2 separate regions of the Gossypium hirsutum genome follow, and region 1 is linked to region 2. The links are chromatin contacts, called in public Hi-C maps. All regions are on one chromosome and are shown on one strand. The core of a region is the stretch at or near the end of the contact, and the rest is flanking DNA. Distances in the headings are between cores, read along the strand shown. Region 1 holds the start of LOC107922258 (G2/mitotic-specific cyclin-2). Region 2 holds the start of LOC107918009 (protein NLP5).

Evidence for each region. Hi-C and Micro-C count contacts between places; a contact is called where the count stands out from the background.
Region 1: a contact with region 2 is called in a Hi-C map of leaf, with 3 times the contacts expected there. The contact joins the promoter of LOC107922258 here to the promoter of LOC107918009 in region 2. A contact is called at or near these places in 13 of 34 Hi-C or Micro-C datasets (anther, hypocotyl, leaf and 2 more).

What each region holds. Positions count from the first base shown.
Region 1 is chrA01:20,089,889-20,096,369 of Gossypium_hirsutum_v2.1, forward strand. LOC107922258 (G2/mitotic-specific cyclin-2) reads left to right here and starts at 2,415. Exons shown (of 11, transcript XM_041116957.1): 1 at 2,415-2,698; 2 at 2,915-2,974; 3 at 3,088-3,226; 4 at 3,647-3,692; 5 at 3,766-3,888; 6 at 3,977-4,102; 7 at 4,196-4,285; 8 at 4,379-4,600; 9 at 4,686-4,784; 10 at 4,868-5,046; 11 at 5,147-5,576. The coding sequence starts at 2,926. The coding sequence ends at 5,291. LOC121231864 (U-box domain-containing protein 15) reads right to left here and starts at 417. Exons shown (of 4, transcript XM_041116834.1): 1 at 1-417. The coding sequence starts at 169. It overlaps LOC107922261 (small nuclear ribonucleoprotein SmD3b), which reads right to left. Exons shown (of 5, transcript XM_016852198.2): 2 at 6,448-6,481; 3 at 6,246-6,312; 4 at 6,119-6,175; 5 at 5,669-6,015. The coding sequence ends at 5,953.
Region 2 is chrA01:19,959,949-19,966,823 of Gossypium_hirsutum_v2.1, forward strand. It overlaps LOC107918009 (protein NLP5), which reads right to left and starts at 2,527. Exons shown (of 5, transcript XM_041116544.1): 1 at 1,806-2,527; 2 at 72-1,047. The coding sequence starts at 953.

The DNA of each region.
Region 1 (6,481 bases), core at 1,165-3,664, 130 kb after region 2:
ATTCTTTCCTTTGGGCTCTTCGGTAATCCCCAAACCGAGCCACGTACTCAATCATACTCACCGTTTCATCCACCAAATCGGTGGGTGATTTCGTCCCATTATCTTCCCCCATATTCTCCCATCCTCCATCTTCGCCATCTCCGTCTCTTTCTCCAACATCCATCACCATCTGCAGCTTTCTGCTACCTACCTCTTTCCCTAGATCTACACAACTAATCTATCTACTGTGCTTGAGACTAACTCAATATATATAATCCAATTGTACATAGAGAGATATATATGGTTTTGAAAATTATATACGTCAAACATGAATCGTTAACGACATCCAGAATCGAAAGAGGGAGATGGGATTAACATAAACCAAAAAAAAAAACAAACCCTAATTTTCCATGAATGTTGGAGTGTTCATTGGTTAAGTTTTGGCTTCTTAATATAGAATAATTCCTTTTCAAAGTTCGTTACTCGTAAATGGACACCCATGGTTTGCTTATGTAATTACACATGTACGTAATTTAATTAAAGGTTAAAATCTGTTACCAGTTCCTGTACTTTTGCAAAGTTTGAGTTTTAGTCCTTATACTTAATTTCTCAATTTAAGAATACTTGTCTAATCATTAATATAGTTAATAGTTCTTGTAAAAGAATTTCAATTTAAAATGTTTATTTTCTATCAATCATATGTCACTTTATATAACTTTAGCCTAATCAATATGTCATGTTGGTAAATTGTGACATAAAATATTATGTAGGATTTTTTAACTTTTTCAAAGTACAGGGACTGAAAGATAATTTAACCTTAATTCTAACTTCTCTCAAATAATAATTGTGAAAAGAAAAAACCATAGTTTTCAAAGGACAGGGAGTGTGTTTTTCATATATTTTTTTCTAGAATAAAATTGTTAAGAGTGGATTTTTCAAGTTTTCGAAACTGATAGTATTTCAAAACAAATGCAATCTAATATGTTAATTAGGTGACAAACCAATGAAACCATGCAAGTTTGAACAGATTAGGTCAATTTTTATAATTAGTACTTGTGGTTTACTCGATTGGTGAATTTAGTTACTTTATTTTAATTTTGATAAATTTGTCCCTGTACTTCACGAGTTTGTAGATTGACGACATGGAAGGAATTTTTTTTTAATGAATTGGCATTATAGTGGATTCTTATTGGTTGGGATTTGAACGTCAAAACATGTTGAGTTTAAAAAATATATTTAAATGTTTCATTTAATAAAAAATAGAAGGAAAGAAAACTAAAAAATTAACCCTATTAAATAAGGAATATGTTTATCTTCATTTATAATCCGTTATTGTCGTGTCAACCGAGATAGATGCGTTGAATATCATCGATTGGGAGGTTCAAAGTTGACGCATCATTTATCTTTGAAGCAATTGGGCAGGTGTACGAGGTGCATGGAGGTCTAGCGGATTATGTACTTGATTGTGGTGATTTAGTTTGAGTCGAGATTCAGGCCAGTATATTTGGGTTCAATTGACAACACCATTAAAATTATGCAACATTATTATTAAACTTGAAATAGAAAAAAGATTTGTTAGATTTTTCTATTTTTAACCATGTTTCTATTTAATTTTGTAACTCGATCAAGATAACTGAATTTGGTTTAAATTGTCCGCCCTCTATACATTCACTTGTATTGAGTGATATTTGTTAATAAAATCAACTACCCTTTATAGTGTTTTATAATAATAAAAAAATGTAAGAAATATGTTAATTAGAAAAAGTGTATGGAAGACGTGGAATGTGTAAAATTGATGAACTGATTTTTTATGAAAATTAAAGTGCGTTATTCAAATCTACAAGTATATCAACTATTTATAGAATGTGATGAATAGATAAGGGTTGATTTTCTAAGGTTTTAAGTCTTTTTGGTGTAAAAAAAATCTCACAGGATGTGGACATATACTACTTCCCTGCCATTGATTAATTTTTCTTTAATATTTATTTGAATTTATTCAGATAAATTAGTAAGATTGATTAAATCGAGAATCGGTTAATATATTAGTTTAAACGTAAGGAACGAACCAATTTTTAAGTGAAATATTCAGAAATGAGATGGAAAATTGGATATATTTTATAATTTTTTTAATATTTTAATTTTTTACAAATTTTTAAATTATTTATTTTGAATTGAATTAAAAATAGATAATATGAGGGATCCAATTATTAAATTATTAATATTTCCTACTAGATGGGAACTCGAGTGGGATGGGGTAATGTTTTTGGATCAGATTGATCCATGGCCCCAATTTGTTTACAGTTAGCTAAATCCGACCCAACAACCATGGATAATGGATAATCATAATAAAAAAGGAGTAAAATTTGAAAGCACGTGGTATGCTAAGTTAAGCGTTGTGTCTTTTCATTCAATTTACTAGCCGTTAGATTTGAAAATAAAGAATTTCTTGTTTGCATGCTTATTTAATTTTGGTCCTTTTCTGCAAAACCAAAAGAAAAAAACCCCCAAAAACCTGATCGGAAGAGAGGAGAAAAAAGAGTGACAGCGGGAGAGAGAGAGAGATCACTCCATCGCCGTCCAGTCTTCAAATTCCAAATACGAGTAATCTCTCTTTTTAATTTCCTTTCCTTTTTCAGTGAATTGAGCATCGAAGGAGACGGGGTTTTTCTGATTGGGATTCTGAAGAGTGGGCAAAGATCAACGAGGAAATTCATTTGAGGCAGGTTCTTGACTATTTCCTTGTTTAAGATGATTTTTTGATCTTCTTTCTTTACTGGGTCTTTAGCATTTCTTTCAATTTAATCAATATTATCAAAATAGTAAAAAAAAAATCGCTTTGATTTTGATATGGAGTCTTGAGTTTAACGGTCTTCAATGAAGTTGTAGGGATGCCTATGTTAAGGGGGTTCTTATTGTATGGAGTTGTTGTTTGTAGATACGGAAGATATGGCTGGATCAGATGAGAACAATCCAGGAGTTATCGGACCCTCGCAAGGTGACTAGTTCCACCCCATTTTCTGTTAACTTGCGTTTGATGTTTAAATAACTATTCGATATTTAAAGTTTTAAAGAAATGTATTTTCTTCTTCTTTTTTTAATTTCAAATAGAAGTGGGCTTGCGTGCCGGGGCCCGGGGGAAGTTCGCGGCGGCGACTGGGCAGAATCGGAGGGCATTGAGCATCGTTAATCGGGATGTAGTTGGAGCTCCACCTTTCCCTTGTGCTGTCAAAAAGAGACCTTTATCTGAGTGAGTAATTTCTTAAATCCTCTCTCTGTTTGGTTGCCTATAACAGAAAAGAAAGCACGGTTTTTTAGTTTGCTTTTGTTGGTTTGAATAAATGATGTATATGAGGAGTGGGGTTTCTCTTGGAATTCAAGGGTCCAAAAATGAGACTTTTTTTTTATAATTAAACAAATAGTTTTCTATTTCTCTCTTTCTCTAGCTAGAGAATGAAATTTTGTAATCAAGGCACAGTTTTGATATTCTTTGTCCATTTTCCTTTTGTGTTCTAATTCAGAAGAAATGCAGTCTCTAATAAGATCCCATCCACACATGTGCATAGACCAATTACTAGGTCGGTAATTTTTTTCTTTATGTGATATTTGTTTTGGTTTCCCAAATTTATCTTCTTCTTGATCCTTTTTTGTTTATGATTCATTTTCTCAGGAAGTTTGCTGCGGAGATGGCGAACAAGCTGCAAATGAAACCAGAGGTACCCTTTTTACAATGAGAAATTTAGGTATTGTTCAAAATATGAAGTTTAATGGTTTAAGTTACACTTACAGGTTCCAAATGAATCGGATGATTTCACTATCATAGATTTGGATGACCCCAAGGAAAGTAATGACACCGAAGTGCCTATGTTTGAGCGACATGTTGAATCTATGTTGGAGGAGATTGACCGGATGGTATGGCATGCCTCCCTTTACTAACTGATACATCAATCAGTACCATTCTTTTGTTCAAATGGCACTGATGCTTTGCTTCCGCTTGCAGGAGGAGGTTGAAATGGAAGACATTGCTGAAGGGCCTTTTTTGGACATTGACAATGGTGATAAAAAGAATCCGCTTGCAGTTGTTGAGTACATTGATGATTTATACAAATTCTACAGGAAAGCAGAGGTGATTTCATGCTCAGTTGCAACTTAAAAAGATGGAGTGATTAATCATTTGTTTTGGTTGATTTTGTGAACCCTTTTCATTTAATTTTTGCAGTGTACCGGTTGTGTCCCTCCAAATTATATGGCACAACAACATGACATTAACGAAAAGATGAGAGCTATCCTCATTGATTGGCTGATAGAGGTAAGGAAAATGTTGCATTAATTGACATTGCTTCTTGTTATGGGATGAATTTGGTTTCATCCTGGCAATTAAATTATCATCCATCAATTGCAGGTTCATTACAAGTTTGAGCTGATGGAAGAGACCTTATATCTGACAGTCAAGGTAATTGATAGATTTTTATCAGTCCATCAAGTTGTGAGGAAGAAACTTCAGCTGGTTGGAATAACAGCCATGCTTCTTGCCTGCAAATACGAAGAAGTTTCTGTTCCGGTTGTGGAGGATCTGATTCTGATTTCTGATAAGGCTTACAGCAGGAAAGAAGTGCTTGACATGGTTTGTGATTCAACATTGTGTTTCATAAATGTACTGATGAGTAAAAGAAAAAAAGGGTGATACATATATACATCTTGATTTGCAGGAGAAATTGATGATCAATACTTTACAATTCAATCTATCTTCTCCTACACCATATGTGTTTATGAGGAGATTTCTCAAAGCTGCTCAATCTAACAAGAAGGTTTGTGACAACAAAAACATTATCATTTTTTGCTTTTGTCATTAATTGAATCTGAGATGGCTTTTAATGTGACTTTGAACCAGCTTGAGCTTCTGTCGTTCTTCATGATCGAGCTGTGCCTAGTCGAATATGAAATGCTTAAATTTCCACCTTCTTTATTAGCTGCTGCTGCTATTTTCACTGCTCAGTGTACTATTGGTGGGTTTAAGCATTGGAGCAAGACCTGTGAGTGGTATACAAACTACAAAGAAGAGCAGCTTATGTAAAGTCTTTTGGCTCTTTCCTCCTTTCAGTTACCATGAAATTTCAGTAACTTCCATCTAAAAGCTTACTCATGTTATTTGCTTGTTCTGTTGGTGTAGGGATTGCTCAAGAATGATGGTTACTTTCCATCAGAAAGCAGGTACAGGGAAACTTACAGGCGTACAACGCAAGTATTGCACATCTAAGTATGGTTATGCTGCAAAAACTGAACCAGCAACTTTTCTCCTTGAGGCAAAATCCTAGCACAACTTGAAAGCATTTGCCTTTTTATTGACCAAATAAAGCTGCCAAGAAACCTAACTATGAACTGAGGGGATAGGGGAGCAAAAGAGCAACACAAGTTGTTCCTGGGTTTATGAATACGACGCTGTCTGACTCAGTGTTTGCTTTTTTTTAGTTTTATATCTTATTTGAACTTAACCAGATTATGTTTGTTTTTCATTCTCTTTCCCGGAGAGAATAAATTGTAGAACTGTTCCAACAAACCCATTTTTATTTGTTTATATATCACAAGCAACTTAGACTTAAGCCCCCCCCCCCAATTGGATAAATAATTTGTGTTCATGTATTTCCATCCCTTTCTTTGCTAGACATCTATCACTACAGCCTACCAAGCAAAATTAAAAATCTCCAATATCTATCATTTTCCGAAAAGTACTGCCAAGTCATTAAAGCATTTTAAACATTCACACTGAAATTGAGCAGTCATTTTTGATTCAGGCAAAGTGACTTCACCTTTATCTAATTTCTTTTTCCTCAACGAAATGAAACGAGTCAATCCTTTTACATCAATTATGAAGAGTACAATACGAAAAGAGTCAATCCTTTTTTGCATCTCAAGTGGTCTGCAATGATGACTGATGCTTCTGACAGAAGAGATTACAAAGCACTTCACAATACCAAGTTACCTACGAATAGATGGCACAACACCTCTCCCGGCTGTTGTGCCACGGCCAGCAGCTTGAGCCTGCAAAAACATAAAAGAGTGTAGTTAAAACTTGGTAGTCCAAAAACTAGTCAAGGACATTAATGATGGGGGTCCATCTTCATTACTGGACGGATGAACTTACTTTAGCTCGCATTGCAACAGCTCTACCTCTGCCAACTCCAAGAGATGAACTCTTGCCCTTCATGAAGTTACACAAGGAAGTTAGAAATCTTCTTACAGAAAACTTAAAACCTACTAGTAAAATGTACCTTGATTTTAGCATCTAGACGTTTGAACATAGGAGCATTCTTCAACATATCTGGTATGACCATAAACCTGTCAAAATATGCCCCTTTTTAATAGCCAAACAATGTTATCTGATCTAAAGAGAGAGAGCACACCCTACACTACATACAACCCATTAAAAACAAAGGAACAAGGCTATGTGGGAGAGAAAGAGAGAGATAATACCTGACTTTACTGCCTCGAATGAAAACATGCTCAA
Region 2 (6,875 bases), core at 1,277-3,776:
GGATAAGGAGTGTTTATTAAGCAAGAACCAAGTACATAACAAAACAAAAAACACAAGGTAAAGGAAAGGACCTCTAATGCTTTGCAAACACTTTCGAGCTCAGGCTGAATCTTGATTTTCTCGGTTGTCATCACAACTTCAATAACACCCAAGCAAGTTCCACTACCTTGTTCAAAAACAGGAAGGGCAAAGGTACCACGGACATCATGTTCTTGAGCATGACCTACTCTTGGGTACTCATCCCTTTTAAAGAATCGAACATCAGGAGTCCACTCCGGAACCTTACTCAAGAAAACCCGACCAGGCAATCCTGCCATGTCCTTGGAATCCTCCTCTGCTGGAAAATTATATTTGACAGAGATGTTCCTATAACTTGCAAGTTTTTGGCTTTTTGAATCGAGTGAAAAAGGTTGCTCACTGGTAGTTAGAAAGCGCCTACCTCCTCTATTTACAGGCAACCATAGTTGTACAAGGACATCTTTTTCTTTTCCAAAAGCTTTGATATAACCAAGTGCTTGAATTAACCTCTGCATTACAGTGGTTGCAGGACCTGAATTCACACTTGGTCTAATCCACCATCTTCGATTCGGCTCAGAACCGTCAGTTACACAATCACTATCTAGACTGTGACTTTGGCTAAAATGAGGACTGACCAAACTTTCACCTTGAGCTTCATTCCAATGCAAATTTCCAGACAATAATGATCTTTGGTTCTCTCCTTGGTGAGAGAGGCCACCGCCCAAATCACCCGCGTTAGACTCCGTAGTAGGCCATGCAAATGCAGGATCAAAGAAATTATTTGAAAAGGGTAGAGTAGGATTAAGGAAATCAGATCCCTGTGTTGTCTCTAACCAGCATCCATCTAACAACAATTCATCCATGTAGTCGAAATCCATTGCTGAATCTGGTAGTCCACCCAGCATGGTGCCTTGTGAGAAAATGGTATCTTCCATGGCAACGTTATTCCACTCGATTTGGAAATCAAAGAGGATGGCAAAAAAAAAAAAAAAAAGCTTCCAGTATCAATTCTAGTCTTCACCAGAGAATCTGTTCAAAATATAATGACCCATCAAATATTTGAGGAATACCACCAACTAGGACAAGATCATAAGAATAATGAAGTTCCAGAGAACTCTAAGCAGGATTATGTCAAAGGATAAGGAATAATTAATGTGCGTCACATAAAGATTAGGCTTCTCTTTTGCTGTTCCACATCTAGTATCAGTCAACTTAAAAGAGAGGGGAAAAAAATACAAGAAATAAGAACAAGAATCAATCAAAGGATAAATCCAAATCTAAGGAGCACCATATTTCATGATGAAAATTCAAAATAGCGAGAATAAAAGAACAAACATTGAAAAAAAAAAACCCACTTTCTACATATTCTTCCCCAGTTAGTCAGCTGATATCTTCAGCACTTTTGGTTCAAGATTCTCACTTTACCGTAAGGGAATAACATGGAGTAACATGGCCCAGAACATTAACCATTAAAACCAAGAGATTTTCATTTTCTTTAAAAATAAAAAGACAAGACAGCAACTCAAGATGTTGTATATTTACTAGGCGGAGATTCTTGAAGATACCCGAAATCTCAAACGGATACTACATCACCATATCAAAATGTTCTATTTTCTGGAATATTTATTATTATTTTAGTGTCTTGTAAGTTGAAATAGTAGTTCAAAGAGAAAAAAAAAACTGTCTGAAGAAGCAAAAACAAGAACGTGGAGGAGCAACAAAGAAAGATCTCATAAAAAAAACAAAGAAAAAAAAGAAAGCTTGAAACAGACTGTCTCTGTTCATACCTCTCTAAGATAAAACCTGTCTGGGGGTCATAGTTATTATCTGCGGCTGCCTTGGAATAGACTCAATATGATTCCTGGGTAAATGAGAATGAATGAAGATTCTGCTGCCATTGAAGCACTGACCCCACGTCATACATAAGCAAACCCCTTCATTGGGCCTTGATATTCTCGATGAAAAGTCAACCTTGTCCAGCCCACCGCTGGTGAAGAAGAAGAAGAACAAGTATGCTTTGATGACGAATAATGGAGTTTACTATTTAATTACTAAAATAAGGAAAGTGGAATCAGATTTTCTTCCTTCAAGTGGTAAAAAAATGGTTGCTTTCTGAGTGTTTACCCACTTGGACGTCCCTTGAGAATAGAGATGCTCTGCTTAACCATCACCAGCTTCCCTCTCTACATTAATTTATTTCCACAAACATGAACAATCCCCCTTTTATTTATTTATTCAGTAAACAACTGGTGCACGATGGGTGGCCAAGGCTCCTCCAACCGAGTGAGTCGGACACAGAGACAAGAGTGGTACTTTACCCCTCCTCTAATGTTAAAAAGGTTCATTCATTTCCTTAGTTTTAACAGTGTGTTGAAGTTTCCATGTTAAAAAGTGAAAATCTTGAGTAGACTCCAATCCTATTTATTTAGAAAATAAGAATTTTCATTTAGAAATTGGTTTTTAGAATTGAAGATCTAAAATTATATATAATATAGTTGCAAATGCAAGTGGAGAATTATGGCATCCACGCTAGTGAGGTTTAAGCCCTCTCCAATCAATTTGACCAACTTGAAAACATCATCATCGTAGACTTTTCCTTTTCTTTGCTGTGTTCCCCGGGAAACTGTTTCTAGTCTACCTTTTGAAAACTAAAATTGTTATAGAAACTCTTTCAATAAAAATTATTGATTTATGTTTATTTTTTATTAAAAGCAATATATATATATATTTTACCATATTTGTTGACGGGGAATTGGCTCCAATTATCATCTTTCAAGCAGCTAACTTGGATCGCTAATAATAGGATGTGTTGTCTCCATATTAAGACTTTATTCCTAACATCCGTAAAGAGCCGTGTACAAATTACAAAAAGGAATGTCTTGATTGATAGAATTAAATACTTGACTCGGGAAAAATGATAATATAAGGCGTACAAATAATAATAGAAATACCTTAGAACACTATATCTTAAATCACCAATCTAGGCTTAAAAAGATAATAAATTTACAAATATCTCTTTCATTATACACAACTTTTTATAAGTTTAAGAATAAAACTTCCATACGAAAACAATACTTTTAATTGTTAAAAGTTTAGAAAAAAATAATTCAAAAGAAATTTAAAAAAAATGAATTTTCTCAATAATATTTAATTAAAACCTTAAAACCCTTAAAAAATTCTATCTTTAAAGTTAAAATCCTTATTTTTGTAAATGGAATGTATAATAAATTGGAATCTCAATCTCAATGCATGATTAAGAGATTCAATTGATAAAAAAAGAGAGTAAAAACTCATTCTAATCTGACACTTTACCTCTTCACTAAGAAAATTTTTAAAAAAATTGTAATGGAGTGTGAAAACAGTACACGCAATGTTCAATTAGTTTAGGTAAGGTTATGACTTAGGAATTAAGAATGATTTATGCAGTAAATAAATAGAATTTTGGAACATAGTGGTGGGGTTGTTTTCATTAAAAAGTAAGATGATTCTAGTTCTTTTCTTTCTTTTTTTTTATTATTTAATGTTATTATTGATTCTCACCTCAGCTAAACTGTTTTAATACTAGCCTACCCTAGCCTGATGTTGGATTTTTCTTTTATTTTAATGCTAACTAGAGTGAACAGTCCTGCTGGATTTCTAAAACTGATTTATTAATTTATAATTTCTTATATCATATTAATTATGCTAAATCCAAATCAAGGCAATTCTTATGCAATTTAAAATAACATTATAATTTCTTTTCATATTATAATTATTTTAAACTCATCAAAATTATCAATTAAGTCTTAGTCCAATTGGTATATGCATTGTTATTAATGTGTAAGTTTAAGTGTGCTAAAACATATTATCTTTCTATTTATAAGTTGAAAAAGAACTATAAACTTTCTAAACATTGTATAAAAAAAAACACAATAAAATTAAATACCTTTTTTCTTTATTATTTGTAATAAATTTATCGATTTATTTTTTATTTGTGATGTAAAGGTGGTATTCGCTGTATTTGAATACGTTGTTTAAGTTAATTAAAAAAAAAGGTTGTTTGAATAAAATAAAATAAACAAACGTTTTGTAATTTTCTCAATTATTAAACTAAAAAACGTACACATTTATTTATTTATTAAAAAAAAACAAAACTCAAATTTGAAATGAAGATGTTGGAACAGGGACAAGTTGTATAAGCATTTTGTCTCAGTTTCATTAGTTTACATACATTCAAACAAAACACATCAGCAGTGTAGTTTGAAAGATTCATTACCATTTAAAAAATTAACAAAAATCTTATGTTACCTAGTGTATTCTGATGTACCCAAAAAACAAAAACTAGTCTTTTTTTAGAGTATCATTTAAAATTAATTTAATATTTTTATCAAATAAGATATTATTATATGATAAATTTAAAAAAAAACATCTTCAATTTCATCGTTATAATTAAAAAATTACTCATAAATTATACCTGTTTTTAATTCTTAATTTACTGTGTCGTTACCCATTTAACCGGCAAAATTAGGCGTAAAAACCGTTTTTTATTTTTAAATTAGGCTTTCGGGTTGTTTTTTTTCTAAATTTAAGGAAATAGGTTAGTTGAACACACTTTTTATATAAGTGACAAATAAGCGCATTCAATTGGACATGTTTTTCTTCAACGGTAAAAAATCAACGAATTTTTGAATGTTGTCGCACCAATGATAAAAAAAAAATTAATGGGGCCAATGGTAACCTATTTTTAACCTATAAATATCCCCAAAATTTTATTTTTTTTTCATTCACATCTTTTTTTTTTCAACTCTCTTTAAACTTTTTGTTCTAAACTTATCAATATTCTCATTTAAAAAATATTTTTAAATTATCTTGTGTTTTATTCATTCAAATTAATTTCTCACAAATGATTGCCTCTCTAATTCGTTTCGACGAAAATTATATTTCTATTACCCATATCAACAATGGTAAAACAAAATTTAAAATATTTTTATTTTCAATTATGTTAAATTAAATTAATTGTTTTTTGATAATTTGAAACAATTTTTTTATGTTATAAATAGGCGGATGATCATCTTTTGGAGGGGGTTCATACATAATATGGGAAAGTTTTCGATCCCTTAAATTCATGGCTATTTGCAAGAGGCTAGATTCTTACATACATTTCGCATGCTCGGGGGTTGCAAACTCGATTATACACTAATCAACGTGTTGGTGGAAAGATGGTGACCCGAAGCACACACTTTCCACTTTCTATAAGGCGAGTGTACAATCACACTCGAGGACTTAGCGTTACAATTGGGTTTGTCGATGGATGGGCCAGTCATCACAAGATCAATCGTCATTCCCGGTAAAGTGGACCTTTGTAGAGCAATGTTGGGGAAGGTCTCGAACAGGTTTGACGATGGTTAGATATCGATCAACCGATTGGAGGATAATTTCGAAGTAGCTTCTAAAGACCCAACGAAGGAGGTCATAAAACAATACACCCGAGAATTCATCATGAGATTAATCGGGGGAATTTTAATGCCTGATAAATCTCAAAATTTGGTGCACATAAGGTAGCCACTACATTTAGTAGACTTCATCAAATGTAGAAAACTAAGTTTGGGGTCTGTCGTCTTGTCCACGTTATATCAAGAGCTATGTCGGGTCACGGTACCGAATGCGATGTCAATCAGTGGTTGTCTGCTTCTACTACAGTCATGGGCCTAGTGGCGACTACTGTTTCTACGTCCTAGTGTGACCGACTCATACGTGTTCCTGTTGGTGACAAGTTAAAAATTTTAAATTTATTAATAAATACGTAGTTTGTACAGTAAATGTTTTTATTTATTATATGTTTCGACAAACATATCCCTCGTACAGATGGAACCATGGGCCGAGTTATGTGGGATTGTCGAAGGAGCTTGAAGATTTTAGGCTACTATTAGATCAATGTTTCAAAGTCGAGGTTAGTTACGTATTCTTTTGAACCTATATTAATTACACAATGGTTAGTAAAAAAATCGTACGTAAAGATATTTGCATCTCACCGGAAGTGCTTGGAATGCAGGATATGCGGAACACAAAAGTGTCATTAGTAGTGTACGTCATAGTGGAAATGCACGAACCAGATTGGGTGTTGCGGCAATTCGGGTGGAGGCAACGGATTCCATCGCCACCGTGATACATGAAGGAGCTGCACAAGGTGGACATGCAGAAGAAGAACGACAATGATTGGGCAGAGAAGCACAAAGAGCACATCCAGGCTTGAGATCGTAGGATGAAATCCTTACCCGTCCGCGAATCATTTTTCTCAGCAGACACGACAATAGATACCGATTACATGATGTAGTTTAAAGTTGCCAAGAAGCTGCATTTACTATCATCAGAGGCGAGGAGTAGGTAAATTTGGCCGAAAAGGCAACAATAACTGCCACAGCAACAGTGTAGAAGGGGACGCGGTCTCACAATAGGTTCATCATCGACTCTAACAGAAGAAATGCCACATATGTCTACGGGTTATGCTCAAATCTCAACCAATACTGGGCACCAAAGTTTAGATCCATGTCAAAGATCGATGAGTGTCTGCCAATATATGTTTCGGGAACATCATAGTAGCTGCTTTTAACAAGCTAGTGAACCCACCACACAATTATGTAGTAGGACTTTTTGCTTCAGCTTCGGTTCTCGTATTTGCCGCAACAGTGGTCGAAGATGGGCTAGATCGACCAGCTTCGACGAACTCGACGTATAACTCCATTACAACATTTTCTCTTGCGCAATGCGATGATATTACCATCTCGAGATGGACTTCGCCAATTATGTCGAATAGCTCATACCTATATAGGTTAACAAAGGCAAGAAATATGCATTGCAACTTCGAAATTCTTCTCTGG